Regions from separate parts of the Mus musculus genome. Here region 2 is linked to region 1. A link is a contact called in public HiChIP or PLAC-seq data. All regions are on one chromosome and are shown on one strand. Each heading gives the region's core, a stretch centred on a gene start, on an enhancer-like site or on the middle of the called end of the contact. The rest is flanking DNA. Distances are from core to core; before and after follow the strand shown. Region 1 overlaps 2610307P16Rik (RIKEN cDNA 2610307P16 gene). Region 2 overlaps 2610307P16Rik (RIKEN cDNA 2610307P16 gene).

Region 1 (7,615 bases), core at 2,073-4,572:
CACATGAGAGTTGGTACTTCATTACAGACTTCCTGTCTTTATCTCTAATAACTATAAAATCCCTTGGGAAGAAAGAAAGGGTGCTATGAAGTGCCACAGGAAGGGGTAGACACCACCAAGGAAAGGAAGGCAGGGCCAGGAAACAAGAAAGCCTGAGAAGGGGGGATGGGGGATGGTGAACAACTGCTCTGGGAGGGACAAACCCTGCACTGGCCTGACCTTCAGGGGAAGCTGCCTACCTGCCTGGTGTTTCCACTGGCCAACAATCCAGAGCTTAGGAGAGCACCCTGGACTGGGGGAGGTCAGACCGTGTTGGCTGGGGCCCACCCACCAGTCACCATTTGCTGGACTATAACCCACAGACCATCTTCAGAGGCTTCAAACACCCCACCTAGGGAAAAACACACCACTAGTGTAGAGTCTGTTACTGCTAAAAAAAACAAAAACAAAAACAAAAACAAAAAGCCCTTAGATTCCCTAGATTGGGTACTTTGCAAACAATGAAATTGGTTTCTTACATTTCTGGAGGCAAGTCCTAAATCAAAGAGCCACTGGACAGATGCCTCGTTGGGCTCGTGTTCCACAGATGGAACCTTCAACTTCACCCTGACCAGAGCTCATGTTCCATAGGACCAGGCACCCAGTAAGACAAAACAATGCCTCATTAGCAATGTGGGGTGCTCGACTGTGCACCCACCCAGCAGACATGAACTCCAGCAAAGGGCTGGGAGTCAGACTGCCACACCCTGTTCTGTACAGGGCAGGTATCAGGAACATTGTACACTGACAATTCCCCTTCCTCAGACAAGAGGCAGGAGAGAGAGCTCAGCTGGTCAAGTGCATTGCTATATAAGAACGAGAAGCTGAGTTTGAGCTCCAGCAACCACAGTGGGAAGAAAAGCCAGGCACTATGGGTATTCTAATCGCAGGACTGCAGAAGTAGGGACCAGAGACTCCATGGAACCTGCTGGCCAGCCAGCCTAGGGGAATCATTGAGTTCCAGGTCCTATGCGAGACTCTATCTCAAAATGTAAGATACGAAGCAATTGAAGAAGACATTCACTATCAACCTTTGATATATACACACACACAAAGACACACACCATAGACTAACACTAAGGGGCAAGGGGCTAAACTATTAGTTTCTAAAAGAAAGTTCATGCATTATATTATAACATATCTTAAAATCTAGAGTAGGGCACACTGCTGTAATTCCATTACTGGTAGAATGAGGCAGGAGGACTTCATGAGTTCATGGCTAGCCTGGGTTTTACAGTGAAACCCTGTCTTTGAAAAAAAAAGAAGGAGGAGGAAGAGGAGGAGGAGGAGGAGGAGGAGGAGGAGGAGGAGGAGGAGAAGAAGAAGAAGAAGAAGAAGAAGAAGAAGAAGAAGAAGAAGAAGAAGAAGAAGATGATGATGATGATGGCTGGAAAGATGGCTCATTGGTTAAGTGCACTCACTGTTCTTCCAGAGGTTGTGAGTTCAATTCTCAGCAACCTCATGGTGGCTCACAACCATCTGTACTGGGATTTGATGCCCTTTTCTGGTGTGTATGAAGATAGCTATAGTGTATTCATATATATATATATATATATATATATATATATCTTTTAAAAATTCAAAGTATACATCCAGAGACACACACACACAAAGAGAGAGTGGAAGATTTTTAAGTTTATGTTTCTGTGAAGAGAGAAAGAAAGAAGAGACAGAGAGAGAGAGAGAGAGAGAGAGAGAGAGAGAGAGGCTATTACGTTTATATGTTTCTATGAAGGTGAACTAGGTAGCAAGTATTTGGGACTCTGTGAGCCAGACTGTGCCCTGATGAGTTAGCTGCATCCTACAGCCCATAGATAGCTAAAGACATAGAGAAACCTGTCCATGTTCTAATGGGATGCTTGTTTACAAAAACAGACACCAGACACAGTGGCTGAGTCCATTGGCATTACCAGGAAAACTGAATGTGGAGGACTCATCTTAAGTCATACAGATCTGAACCACAGTTCTGAAGTTCAGAAAGCCAAGGGAAAATCACCATAGCTGCCTCAGGGCTGGGGTTAGCAAAGGAGCACGGAGAACAATGCTCCTCTGTGTTGAAGACCATAGCTCGGCACAGTTTGAAGATTTTCCAACATCTGTGGAAATCCATGCTTTCCCAAGTCTCAGGAAACTGCATGCTTATGAGAGGCAGGAAGAGGGTGAAGATACACAGTGGTAGAAACTGAGGAAAAGCAGCCCCACGGGGAATCAAAGCACTGATTCTAACTTTCCCATAAACAGCTAAGCTCTTTGACTGCTCCAGCCATACTCCAGAACTCACAGGAGCACAAACTTGGGTCACAGAAATAGAAATATTTAACCAGAGCTGGAGAGAAGAACGAGAGCATTTGCTGGTCTCACAGAGAACCTCAGTTCAGTTCCCAGCACCTATAAAGGATACAAACAGGCAAGTGCCAGAAGCTCCAACACCCTCTTCTGGTTTCCACTGGTATCTGCACATCCATCTCCCTCTCTCTCTCTCCCTCCCTCTTCTCTCACACACACATTATAAAAATAAATGTTAAGAATAAATAAGTAAAACCACTTGGCACTCAGGAAGCAGAGGCAGGCAGATCTCTTAGCCTGAGACCCCCTGGTCTAAAGAGGAAGTTCCAAGACAGCCAGTGCTACAAAGAGAAACCCTGTCTGGCAAAACCAAATAGATAGATATAGATAAATAAATACCCAGAACCATTTTACCACCAAAGGGAAAACACAAAACAAAAAAACCTGTCAGCTGTCACAAAACTAGGGTATGGGGGATTATAAGGCACCATGACTATAAGCCACTAGGTCCATGGGGAGGGTCAAAAATGCATTTCCAGCCTCAACATCACATCCAGTGTTTGTGTGTCTGTGTATGAGTCTATGAATGTACGTTTGAGCATGTATGAGGACCAGCGACTCATTTCCAACCTTGACCTCATGTCCTGCCTTATCACAGACAACCCGGAAGTGATTGTGGAACAAAAGAATGCACAATCAATGAATCACAGACAACTTTGTGAGCTAACTCACACCTTATTCAGAAGGAATATTCCATGCAGAGCCACTGAATTGCATATTTAGTTCTTCAGGAACTACAAGCAACTGCTGGAGTAATAGGAGTGGTCTAAAGGAGGGGAATTACCACTCCAGGCAGCTAATTCCACGCTCAGGAATTATTCATGCATGATGAGAACCCATCTGTAACATCAATGAAGTCTTTATTCTTGAAGACTACTCACAGAGGACTCGGGCTAAGTGTGCTAATATCTCTGCCTGGGCTTTCCCAGGACCTGGGAAATGGCAGTGTGATTGCTCAGCGGGCTGTGTGGTTACTTTCACATCTCCTCCACCCACCATCTATCACCTTGGGATTCCGCAGTCTGCAATGCAAGCTCTCAGCAGCAAAGGGGGTGGGAAGAATGCCTCGACTATTTCTGCCTGTCGCCTTGTTTTCCCCCTCTGACCACAGGGGCAGGGCAGGTGCATTCAGGAGACACTGGCACATAGAACCATTACAACCTCTGAAGTACCTCTCCCTGCTACCCAGCTGAAGGTCAAATGGGAACAGCCTGCCTTCCTCCCACAGGTGCTGGCCCCTCAAAAGGAATGCAGACTTTGAGCTCCATTGATGTTTTCAAAATACTGCTGTCTCTTTGAACTAGCATGGAATGTGTAACTTTACCCACAGACTGTGCAATTTTCCAGCCGTCCAGTTTCTACGATATAACTCATTTCAACTATTTAAAAAAAAAATGCCTTGAAAGAATCCCACTATAAAGATTCAGAAAATAAGCTGTCTTCATCTTTTGCTTAGAAACACCATAGATAATTATGTCCATATGTGCGTGTCCGTGCATATAGAATTTTAGTTTTTCAAAAATGACAACCTTCATTAAAAGGGTCAGCTTATTCAGCAGGCCTCTCTCTTCCTCCCATCTGAGATTCCAGAAGCTGACCCTTAGAAGGCCAGATGTAAATCAGGCTAGAAGGCTCCAGGTCCCAGTTACTCAGTCCTTTAAATGAAAACACTGTTTACCTGCAACAATGATCAAAATGTTGTCCATTTACTTCACAGCCATCTAGATAAAATGAGGCTAATAATTACAGAAAAAGTAAAATATTTCAAATATATAAAGTTTGGAAGTAAATAGTTTAGATAACACTTTCTTGGTTCTTTGTGGTTGGCTGATACAGTGTCCTTGGAATTATTATTAAGAGTAAGCTCACAGCCAGGCAGTGGTGGCACATGCCTTTAATTCCAGCACTTGGGAGGGAGAGGCAGGCGGATTTCTGAGTTCAAGGCCAATCTGGTCTACAGAGTGAGTTCCAGGACAGCCAGGGCTACACAGAGAAACCTTGTCTGGAAAAACCAAAAGGGAAAAAAAAAAAAAAAAAGAGTAAGCTCACAAAAATGTTGCAAAGGAACGTAAATATAAATACTTTTCATTTAATTCAGATATGCATGACTTTACAGGGTGAAATGAGCACACAAACTCATACACACACACACATACATATATATATATATATATATATATATATATATATATATATATATATACACACACCCACAGAGACACACCCACTAACACACACATATACACACAGATATACATACAGACATACATATAAGTATATAAACATACCTATAAACATATAGACATATACACAGACAGGCACAGAAACTACATCTAGACATACACACAGAGACAGACAGACATTCAAGAACAGACACACAAACACAGAGATGCAATGCATACAGAGAGACACAGATAAATAGACAGACACACAGATACACACAGACACACACACACACACCTTCCTTCACAGAGCTGAAATGTCAAACTCAAAATAAATTCAAAACATTTACAAAGTAAATTTAGACATCTAAAGGGGATTTCCCACAATTAAATTTGCAGTACTATCAACAAAATCGGTTTATTTTAAGACGAGCTGCCCGATACATAAATTCCCCTTTGCCTTTGAAATGCTTTTACCAGATAAGATAGCTTTTGTTTAATCTACTATTTTCAGAACTTGCTTTGGGGTCTGAATGCACCCAGTGGAGTGACTTGAGATTTCCTACCCTGCTTTCAAATGTGCTTCTTCTGTCTGTTTGTATTTAGTAATTTCCTGTCAAACAACCTCACATAATTAACTTTCCTTGCTCCAACCCACTTTTTTTTTCCTATTCCTACTTCCTGAGGATGGTAATAAAATGCTGATTACAGGAGACTGTTATTTGCTCCCCTCCCAACCCCCTCTCTGACTCCCTTTGTGGGAACACTGGCTTAGGTTGCAGGGAGGTTCTCACCAGGGAAAGACCTGGACCAGAACTCAGCAAAGACTCTGTAGCCATTTGTGATCATCTGTATACTGGACCTCTCACAGACAAAAGACTGCAATGTTGCCATTACATTGCTCTTGCTATGGGAAGAAGAGAGAAAGAAACCAGAGGTCCCAGCCAGCCTCCAGATCAAGCCTCTACAATGATGTCATCCAAAGGGTCCCCACTGCCACATGTTCAGCTGCCCAAATGCTCCCAGGGCCACTAAGGAACTCAATTTGCATCTTGGTTTGTGTTTAGTTTACAGGAGTTCCACAGGGCTAGTGGGCATCTGACTGGACAGCGCAGCTTGACAGCCAGCTGCCAGTTTACAGGACAAAAAAATGAGTAAAATAACAAGATGTCATTAGCAAACCTTAAATAAAATTTTTAAAAAAGGAAAATTCATCACACGCTTTCTTCAACAGAAGAACTGAAAGATGAATGTGGAGAAAGGCGGGCCCACAGATTAATCAAAGTCTAAAAGACATATTAAGTAGCTGCAAGGAGGTGTTAGTTGCATCTGTATTAAAACAACAAAGATGTAAAGAAAATTGTTTACTGAGTCAGACATTTGAGAACTGTGTGTCTATGCTACAATTAAGCAATTGCTGCTAATTGTTAAAAACACAATGGTATTTTTGAGTTTCTAAAAGCAGACCTTATATTCTTAAGCTGAGCCATGAAATATTTCAGGATGAATGCCATAATAGCTGCGACTGGCTTGTAAACATCCCATTTGCAGAAGGGGAGCGTGTACGGTGTACATGAGACTCATTGAGCCATTAATTGGTCATGGTTGGATGGCAAGCTCACGAAGAGTCCCTCTATTGGTATGTGATTCAACATACCTATCATTTGAAGTTTACCTTCTGACTGAGAGGGAGGCTTATTTGGAGAATGCTTCCTTAAACCATAATATAAATCTATACATACATTGCAGTGGTATACACTGCATTTAATTTGTAGACTAAATTAAATTTTAACACTGTTTCCAGATGCAAAACTTACCAGTGGGGAATTGTACACACAGTATACTCTGCAACAGTACATTGTTTAGTTGTTAAAGAGGATGAGTTACAGAAGACAGGGAGAGGGGGAAGAAAGACAGACAGGAAAAAATGAAGGGAGGAAGGGGAGGAGGGAGGGACAAAGAAATATATCTTTAAAAACCAATGAATTATGCCTACAAATGTGCTGCATTTACTACTAAATGAGTATAAGGGTAAGTAGATTTGTACTGCACAAACATACTACAATGTATCAGAATGCATAATTTAACAGACAAGGCTCTGTGAACTTGGGGAACATTGTACTAAAAGTTCTATCCAATGGCATAAAGTAATAAGTGGGAACAATAATAATAATAAAAATAGTAGAAAGTATAAATTATAAGATAATAAAAAGTGTAAACAGTAACAATAGTAAAAATGGTAAAATCATAAAAAGTGTAAGCTGCGTACACAATAAATTCACATAATCTAAAATTTAGTAGAATTAACTAAAGGTTAATTAGGGTCTCAAGTACATTAAAAATTCAAAACCATTGAAAATTTTTAAATAATTCAGATATAATTTAGATAAAGTGCTAAATAATTCTACATCTAGTAGAAGGGCTACGTATAGAAGGTCACACCTATGATCTCATACTTGGGAGGCTGAGGCAGGAGGACTGCCATGAGCTTAAGGCCAGTCTGAAGCAGGTAAGTTCCAAGTCCATCCGGGCTTCACTGTGAGTCTTGCTTGGCTCAAATAATAAAGAAATGTAGAAGGGAAAAAAATAATGTATTAACCACAGAAACTCACAGTAAAAAGTTTTAGAAATTCAACAAAAGGTTATAAAATGACTGTTAAAAATAAAGGAAAATAGTATGTAAATCCTTGTATTTAGAACTGGATAGATTCAAAAGAAAAATAATCTCAATGTTCCTCAAAGTACTTTTTTGTTAAAAAGTAACTTCAATGCTAATAAAACAGTGACATGTTAAGTTAGGCATGACAGCACTTGGCTATAATCCCAACTCCTAAGAGACAGAGGGAAGAGTTTCAGAAGTTCAAGGCCAACTACAAACTGAGTTCAAGACCAGCCTAGCTCAAAAAGAAAAAAGAAAAGAAAAGAAAAGGAAAGGAAAAAAACAAATACTTTTATTTAGACAATATAATAAGCCAATTTTAAAATGGGTATACTGTGCCAGGCATGGTGGCTCATACCTTTAATCCCAGCACTCAAGAGGCAGAGGCAGGCAGATCTCTGTGAGCCGG
Region 2 (7,615 bases), core at 3,012-5,511, 220 kb after region 1:
CATAGCCTGCCTTTTCAGCGGATCAGAGTTTGATTCAAAGCATGCACATTGTGTTGGCTCACATACTTTAACTGCAGCTCCAGGAGACTGAAGCCCTCTTCTAGATTCTGTGGATAATAAAACATACACATGCCCATACACAAATGCACAGATGTACACATAATTTAAATCTAACATTTAATTTTAATTAAAATTAAGGCATGGTGGTACATACCTTTAATCCTAGCACCAGAGAGGCAGAGGCAGGCAGAGTTCTGTGAAATCAAGGTCAGCCTGCTCTACAAAATGAATTTCCGAGACAGTCAGGGCTGATACACAGAAAAAAAAACAAAAATATTATAGCAGTCAGGCATGGTGGGATATGACTATAATCTCACAGTGCATGCTTATAGAATGAGGCAACTTGATCTACACAGTGAGTAACAGATTAGCCTGGGCTATATAAGAACCTGACCCCTCCAAAGTTAACAATTCCCAAAGTTAAGGTCATAGTTTATTACTAGCATAGAATTAAGTTGCAGGGTGCTGAAAGAAAGAATATAGAAAGACCATATATAAACAATTTTAATAGGCCTGCCAAGATGGCTCAGCAGGGAAGGTCACTTGCTGCTATGCCTGATGACCTGAGTTTGAGTCCCAGGACTTACAATGGAAGGAGAGATCCAACTCCTGCAAGCTGTCCTCTGAGGGCCACACAGGAATGTGACTCACATGTGACTCACCTAGTAATAATAATACAATTTACATTTCAAAAAGATTTTATAGATGATTTTAATAGTGAAGAGGAAGGAACTCAAATCAGATAAGGAAAAACAATAATTAGTCCCTCTTCTATGTAGCCTATCACAATGAGCTCCATGTAAATTAGTCAAATTAAAGGAAATGAAAAAAATTAGGAAGGACTGGCAGACACAGTGACTCTGAAATAGAAAAAGACTGTATAACAGTACAGCGAATCCACAAACAGATCAATCACTCTGAATATAAGAAAATAGACCAGACCTCCATTATCAGCCATTTCCATACACTGAAGTTAACACATGGCTACACTGCCTAACTGGCACACAACGGGACACTTTATAGACAGAGGCTGCACATAACCAAGAAAAACAAGCACACAATATAGAAGAATTTGTAGAAACATGTCAATAAACCCAGTGAGTGACAGAGAACAATCCTCATTTTCCAGGGAGTCAAAATATCAATGAAAACAAATTAGTTCTGGTTTACATTGACAAACTGGCCAAAAGACTTTAAGAGATTACAGGCAAAATTGGTGGGGACCTGTGACAAAGATGCACACTCACGCCCATAAGAGGACAAGTTAGTGTTGACCTTCCAAACGCCTATAAAATTGCTATTAAAAAACACAATTATGACCCAGTGATTTCACTGCCTACCCCGAGGAAATAATTAAGAGCATACAAAAGCTATATCTATGAGGATAGTCATTACAGCATCATTTACATAGTAAAAGAAAATGTAAACAACTCAATGTCTGACAACAGGGAATTGACTCGACCACAGATACAGGTCTATACAACTCAATACTAAACCACCACTAAATTTTGCTTCGAAAAGAATTCTCAGTGCCCTGGGGAAATGACCACAGTGGACTGACAAGAAGAGAACTCATTAATTTATGATTACAATTTTCACTATGTGTATATCCCTGCTGAGATGAATAACCCAAAACACCAGCCACAACTTTCTCCAGGGTGAAGGGGTTATTGCTAACATTAACTATCTTTATTGCCTTTCTCCTGTATATCCAGATTTTTCAACTTTCACGTGTTAATTTTTTTTCTTTTAAAAAAAATCATCACTGTAATCAGCATTAAAAGGCTATGTCAAAATGTTTCTTCTGGGGCTTGAATCTAGGGCCCCGTACCTACCAGCAAACGCTTTACACCTGAGCTACAACCTCAGAGACACAAATGAAACATGCAACACTCTAACACACTAAGTTGTGATCCAGTAATACAAAGGATTTAGGGGGATGAGGGCTATAAGTCAGACCCAATATGCTCTTTTTTTTTGTCCCTAAAATTCATATGTGTGTTCTGTATTTATACTCGTGTGTCCGTATGTGTGTGTGTGTGTGTGTGTGTCTGTGTGTGTCCATGTGTGTGTGTGCATGTGCATGTGTGTGTGTGTTATCTGCCTAGTCGTGATAGCCAGTGATCTTCAGGGATCTGCCTGTCTCCACTTCCCCAGAGCTGGGGTTACAATTCCTGCTACCTGCCCAGCTTTATTCTTGGGTACAAAGGATCTGAACTCAGGTCCTCAAGTTTTCCAGGCAAGCACTTTACCAACCCCGGCCCCACAGAATTCTTTAAAATGGGAAAGTGATAATGATCATTAGAAAGGAAAGCAAATAAATTCCTATTATCCATTAGCCTCCACATTGACCACCTCGGGAACACACCCCAGACATCGCTTCAACCATGCATAAATTTTAGCAGATTCCTCTATGAGCCAAAGGAAAACTCTGTCATCATGGCTCCTGTTTAGACATTATCAAAATAATGTCACACATAATGACCCCTAACACTATCAAATACCCATAGCTGTTCCTATTGTCCAGACTGTATCATAAATTTTTGCTTTTAATGTGCCCAAATTGGAACTCAAAAACGGCATACATTCTTGATATAGGCTCTCCTCTCTTCCTTTCCCTCCTTAAATATTTTTTTCTGCACCAGTCTGACTTGCTTGTGTTCAGTTTTACAGGGTGTGGATTTTTCTGGAAGCATCTCTGTGATGTGGAAAGCATTTTTTCTGTGTCACCTCTCCTGAATATGCTTGCCAGGCTTTCAGGCTTAGATGGTTCAGGTTTGCTTGCTTGCTTGCTTGCCTGCCTGTTCGCTTGCTTGCTTGCTTGCCTGCCTGTTCGCTTGCTTGCTTGCTTGCCTGTTCGTTTGCTTGCTTGCTTGCTTGCTTGCTTGCTTGCCTGTTCGTTTGCTTGCTTGCTTGCTTGCTTGCTTGCTTGCTTGCTTGCTTGCTTGCTTGCTTGCCTGTTCGTTTGCTTGCTTGCTTGCTTGCTTGCTTGCTTGCTTGCTTGCTTGCTTGCTTGCTTGCTTGCCTGTTCGTTTGCTTGCTTGCTTGCTTGCCTGTTCGTTTGCTTGCTCTGTTTACCAAGTTCTGGTATAGTGCAATGCCATGAACCTTTTTATGGTAAGCTCTCCTTTTGAAAGCATAACTCTACTAGTACTGCACTGTTCATTAAGGATTGCAAAAATGCTCTATGGCTCTATGCCAACGCACACCTGCTGGAATAGCTTCTGTAGAGAAGTTTCTCCTGCACTTTTGGGTTGTTCGAACAACCAAGTTACACGGAGCAACGAGGATAAGTATGGTTTGTTTCACTTTGTTTGCGTTTTCCAACCTAATAGTCGAGCTCCTTACAGAGGGTAAACCTGACCCTCAGGTTCTTCTTGCTGTCCAGGCAGCCTCTAGAAGATGAACTGTGGCTTCTAAGGCAAGGCACGCCATCATTGAAGACTTGGAAATCATGGAAGACAGGACTCTGGGATGCGGAAGCAGCTCTGTGGTTGAGTGCATGTTTAGCGTGGCCCAGAGTCCTGTCATAGCACTTGAAAAACCAAAATAGCTGCAAGAATCACAGGACTGTGGCCTGTCTTCCAGATAAACCATTCTGGAAATCTCAGGGGTCAGGAAGACCCTGTTCTCTCCTACCACAGAGGACTTTCAGATCCTATCTTTCTCACATTCCCCTTAGTTCCTATTGATCCTTCCAACCCCATTTTACAATCTGCTCTCTTTGGGAGGCTTTCTCAGTCCCCCAAACGGGGGTCACCCCTACATGTCTCATGCTCCCGTGCTTCTGAGCACTCACCCCAGTCTGTAACTATACACAGCTGTAAAGGCAGCTGGGTTCTTAACCCCCTCACTCACAAACTGCTAGCTTGCTGGAACAGTTAGTCGCCAGGTCTGTTTGGGCACAATGACTCAGACCCAGATCTGAGCTCCGTGCCAGGCACATCACAGCTTCCTGGTGTGCAATTACACACTGAAACAAAGAGTGAATGGGTACCTCTGTATTTTGTTGCTGACGCTGTTTGTTTACTCCCTTTCTCCCAAGGGGTATTTACCGACCAGACCAGAACGGTAGACGGTAGACGTGTCCAGCAACATGCTAGATACTGGGGATTTTGAACTAATGATAATCTAATCTAGCAGGTGGGAACGCAAACAGATAGTGCCAAGACTGTTTACAGGCCTGTCCTCCAGGGAAGGCAAAGAGTGACCCTGAGCCTGTGCTGGCAGGCACATCTGAGTTAGATACAGCACAATGCTCTGCTTGGTGAGAAGCAGTGGAAGAAGGTCTTTTTTTGACGAAGCTGGGCCCCACCACAGAGCAAAGGAAACAGCACTTTTTAAAGACAATCACTTCAGCCAGACCAGGTGATGCAGCCTGTCATTTCAGCTACTATAGAGGCTGAGGTAAAAAGATGCCAAATATACATGAGCTACAGAGACCAGCCTGAGCAAATGAATACTTCATCCATAATAAAAAATATAAAAAGAGAGCTGGGGGGGGGCTAATCCCCATGATAGAATACCTATTTAGCTTATGCGCAGCTCAGGGACTGGAAAAGAAGACAGTCATTTCAACTCAAGACAAGTTTGTTTGTTTGTTTAATGTTTTTATTTCTTTGTTTTTGTTTTGCAGAGGGGTTGGTTTGGCTGGTTTGCTTTTTGCTTTTTTTTTTTTTTTTTTTTTTTGAGATAGGGTTTCCCCACATAGCCCTGGCTGTCCTGAAACTGACTATGTAGACCAGGATAACCTTGAACTGACTATAGCTTAAATGATAGAGTTATGTGCCTCAATGCTTGATGAAGCTACCACTGACAAGCCTCAGACCATGAATTTATACTCACAATTAAGGAACTGAGACAAAGGGAAGGCAACGACAGATTCACAGTTACCTCAGGTTCTTGGTCTTGGATCCAACCAACCGGGAGTTAAAAATAGTTCAGAAAAACATGGGGCTATGAAACGTGTACTGACTCTTTTCTTACCATCCATCTCTAAATGCTACAGTGATGCTATTGCTTAGCTAATAGTTTTATACTGTGTTGTACATGGTAAGTTATAGAGAAATGATTGAAAGCATAGGAGATAATTTTCTGGGGCAGAGATTCTTAACCTGTGGGTTGTGACCCCTTTGGAGACCACATATAAGATATCCTACACCACAGCTACTTACATTATGATTCATAAGAGTAGCAGAATTACAGTTATGAGAGAGAAACAAATTAATTTCATGGTTACCACAACATGAGGAACTGTATTAAAGGGTCACAGCATTAGAAAAGTTAAGAACCAGGGGCTGGAGGGATGGCTCAACAGTTAAGAGCACTGACTGCTGCTCTTCCAGAGGTCCTGAGTTCAATTCCCAGCAACCACATGATGGCTCACAACCATCTATATATAACAGGATCCAACTCCCTCTTCTAGTGTCTCTGAAGAGAGTAAAAGGGTACTCACATACATAAAATAAATAAGTCTTTAGAAAAAGAAAAGAAATGTTAAGAACCACTGGTCTAGGGTCTGTGCAAACATTATACCATTTCACTCAAGGGCCCTGAGAATTCATGGGGTTCGGTATCTCTGGTCAGTGCTTTCATGAGGCTACAGAGACCATTTACCACACACTGGTTCATTGAGAGATTCAGAATAAATACAACTGCTGAGTCTCCATCCATCACCTGAAGCAGCAGCATAAGCTATTGTGTAGAACCGGTCAATCCATCAACCTGAGTATTCGTCTTGCATAAATGTAACTACAAAACCAGGAATAAATTGAGTAAAACAGTTCTCCAATCTGTTTTTCTAGGGCACTTAAGTTATGCGTTGGTTATTTTCCTGGTGCTGTGACCAATTACCTGACAAGAGGCAACACAAGCAGCTGGTGAGAGGAGGGGGAAATGGGATCCCCAGAGTAAGCTAGCTAGCTCTGCTAGCCAATAATGAGCTACGGGTTCCAGTGTGAGACACTGCCTCCATACATAAGGTAGAGAAGAATAGATCCCTCATCTCCACATGCATCACATACATGGATGTACACCTGCACACAAACAGCAGTTTAAAGGAAAAAGAATTCATCCTGGTTCAGGGTTTAAGGGAACACAATTTATCATTTCAGGAAGGCGGAGGGTAGAGCAACAGGTGGCTCCATGGCCACCAGCAACTTGCTCACACATCTGTAGATCAGGAAACAGGAAGCCCTAGTAGGAAGCAAGGCTGGGTTACAATCCACTTCCTCCATCCAGATACCACCTCCAAAGAGTTCCACAACATCTAGAAACAGCACAGCCAGACGGGACCCAAGAATGGATATGTTTTATTCATACTCGTATCCCTACTTTTTAATCTCAGTCTCTAGCAAAAACTAGCAACTCAATGATCAAGGAATAAATGAACGTGTGGTGTGTGGGGTTGAAAAGCCTTTAACATTATGTAAGCCATGTCGAAAACAGATGTTTGACCACAGATGAATGGCTCAGCCTTGGACACTTCTCAGTGACATGAGGAAAACCTTCACAGGCACGTTACTGTCTTAAACAGTCATCTATGATGTTACTTTAAAGCAAACGTGCCAGACAGGGTCACACACACCTGTAATCTCATCACATAAGCACCTGGGGAGTATTGACAGGAAGATGGCTTAAAGTTTAAAGCCAGTCTTAGGTAGAGTGGAAGGAAACCTGTCTCAGTAAAACAAGCAACCAAGCATAGATACTCAAATTCATCTGTCTACGTGAAAACACAATGAGATTCCACTACTTATCCAAGAGAGTGACTAAAACGTAAAAATTAACGCTATCAAGTATGAGCAAAGCTGTGGTAACACATGGAACTGCCACAGAGACTGGGGGAAGTGTAAATTGGTACAGGCACTTTTGGAAAACTATTTGGCAGCATCTACTAAAGTTTAATATATGCTCTCTGTCCCAGCAACTCCATCTCATAATAGGAACGCACACATATGTTCAGTAAGAGACATTCCACAACGATGTTGGAGAGTGCATCAAATCATCACACCACGTGCCCTGAAAGTACACAATCTTTGCCAAATAAATATTATTTAAATTCAAAAGAAGAATGTTCCCAGCAATAGTATTCCTAACAACAGCTAGAGACAATCCAAATGCCCTCCAAGAATAGAAGAAGGCAGTGTGTCATGTTCAAGAAAGCGAGTGTCACACAGCAAAGAGGTGCTACTGCCACAAATCTGAGCCTCACAAACAGAATGCTGAGTATGGTCCCAACACAATGGAGGACAGTGGGCCTTTCCATGGATGTAACTAAATAGCATGAAACTCCCTGCAGCATCTGCCCAATGAAGGGATTATAATTCAGTGGGCACAAAGTGGGAATCCACGCTCTCCATCTTAAGAGTTCATTTTGTGATAAGTCACTGAAGATGAATTTACAACTGTGTACTCCCCTTTATGTATTTTATACCTAGTAAAGAGGTTATAAAAATATATTCAAGAGATGATACTCTCTTATCTTCCTTTTCTTGTTTAAATTGCGATCTCGGCAGGTATGTTGACACAGTAAAAGGGCTAAGAGCGATAGCTC

Evidence for each region. HiChIP or PLAC-seq counts read pairs in DNA pulled down with a chosen protein or histone mark.
Region 2: a FOXA1 HiChIP or PLAC-seq map of pancreatic cancer cells shows a contact between it and region 1. The contact joins two enhancer-like sites. A contact is called at or near these places in 2 of 484 Hi-C or Micro-C datasets (large pre-B cells and nephron progenitors) and 2 of 115 datasets of contacts at active chromatin or transcription factors (double positive thymocytes and pancreatic cancer cells).

The regions. Positions count from the first base shown.
Region 1 is chr13:28,630,344-28,637,958 of GRCm38.p6, forward strand. All of the region lies in intron 5 of 2610307P16Rik (RIKEN cDNA 2610307P16 gene), which reads right to left. Among named protein-coding and RNA genes, the nearest start is that of Mir6368, 77 kb to the right of the region's middle. Within about 2 kb of position 3,323, at least 39 of the 459 cell types and tissues checked have an H3K27ac peak or open chromatin away from gene starts, as enhancers often do. A contact at or near this core is called in pancreatic cancer cells, where this site is marked.
Region 2 is chr13:28,850,415-28,858,029 of GRCm38.p6, forward strand. All of the region lies in intron 2 of 2610307P16Rik (RIKEN cDNA 2610307P16 gene), which reads right to left. Among named protein-coding and RNA genes, the nearest start is that of 2610307P16Rik, 31 kb to the right of the region's middle. Within about 2 kb of position 4,262, at least 37 of the 459 cell types and tissues checked have an H3K27ac peak or open chromatin away from gene starts, as enhancers often do. A contact at or near this core is called in pancreatic cancer cells, where this site is marked.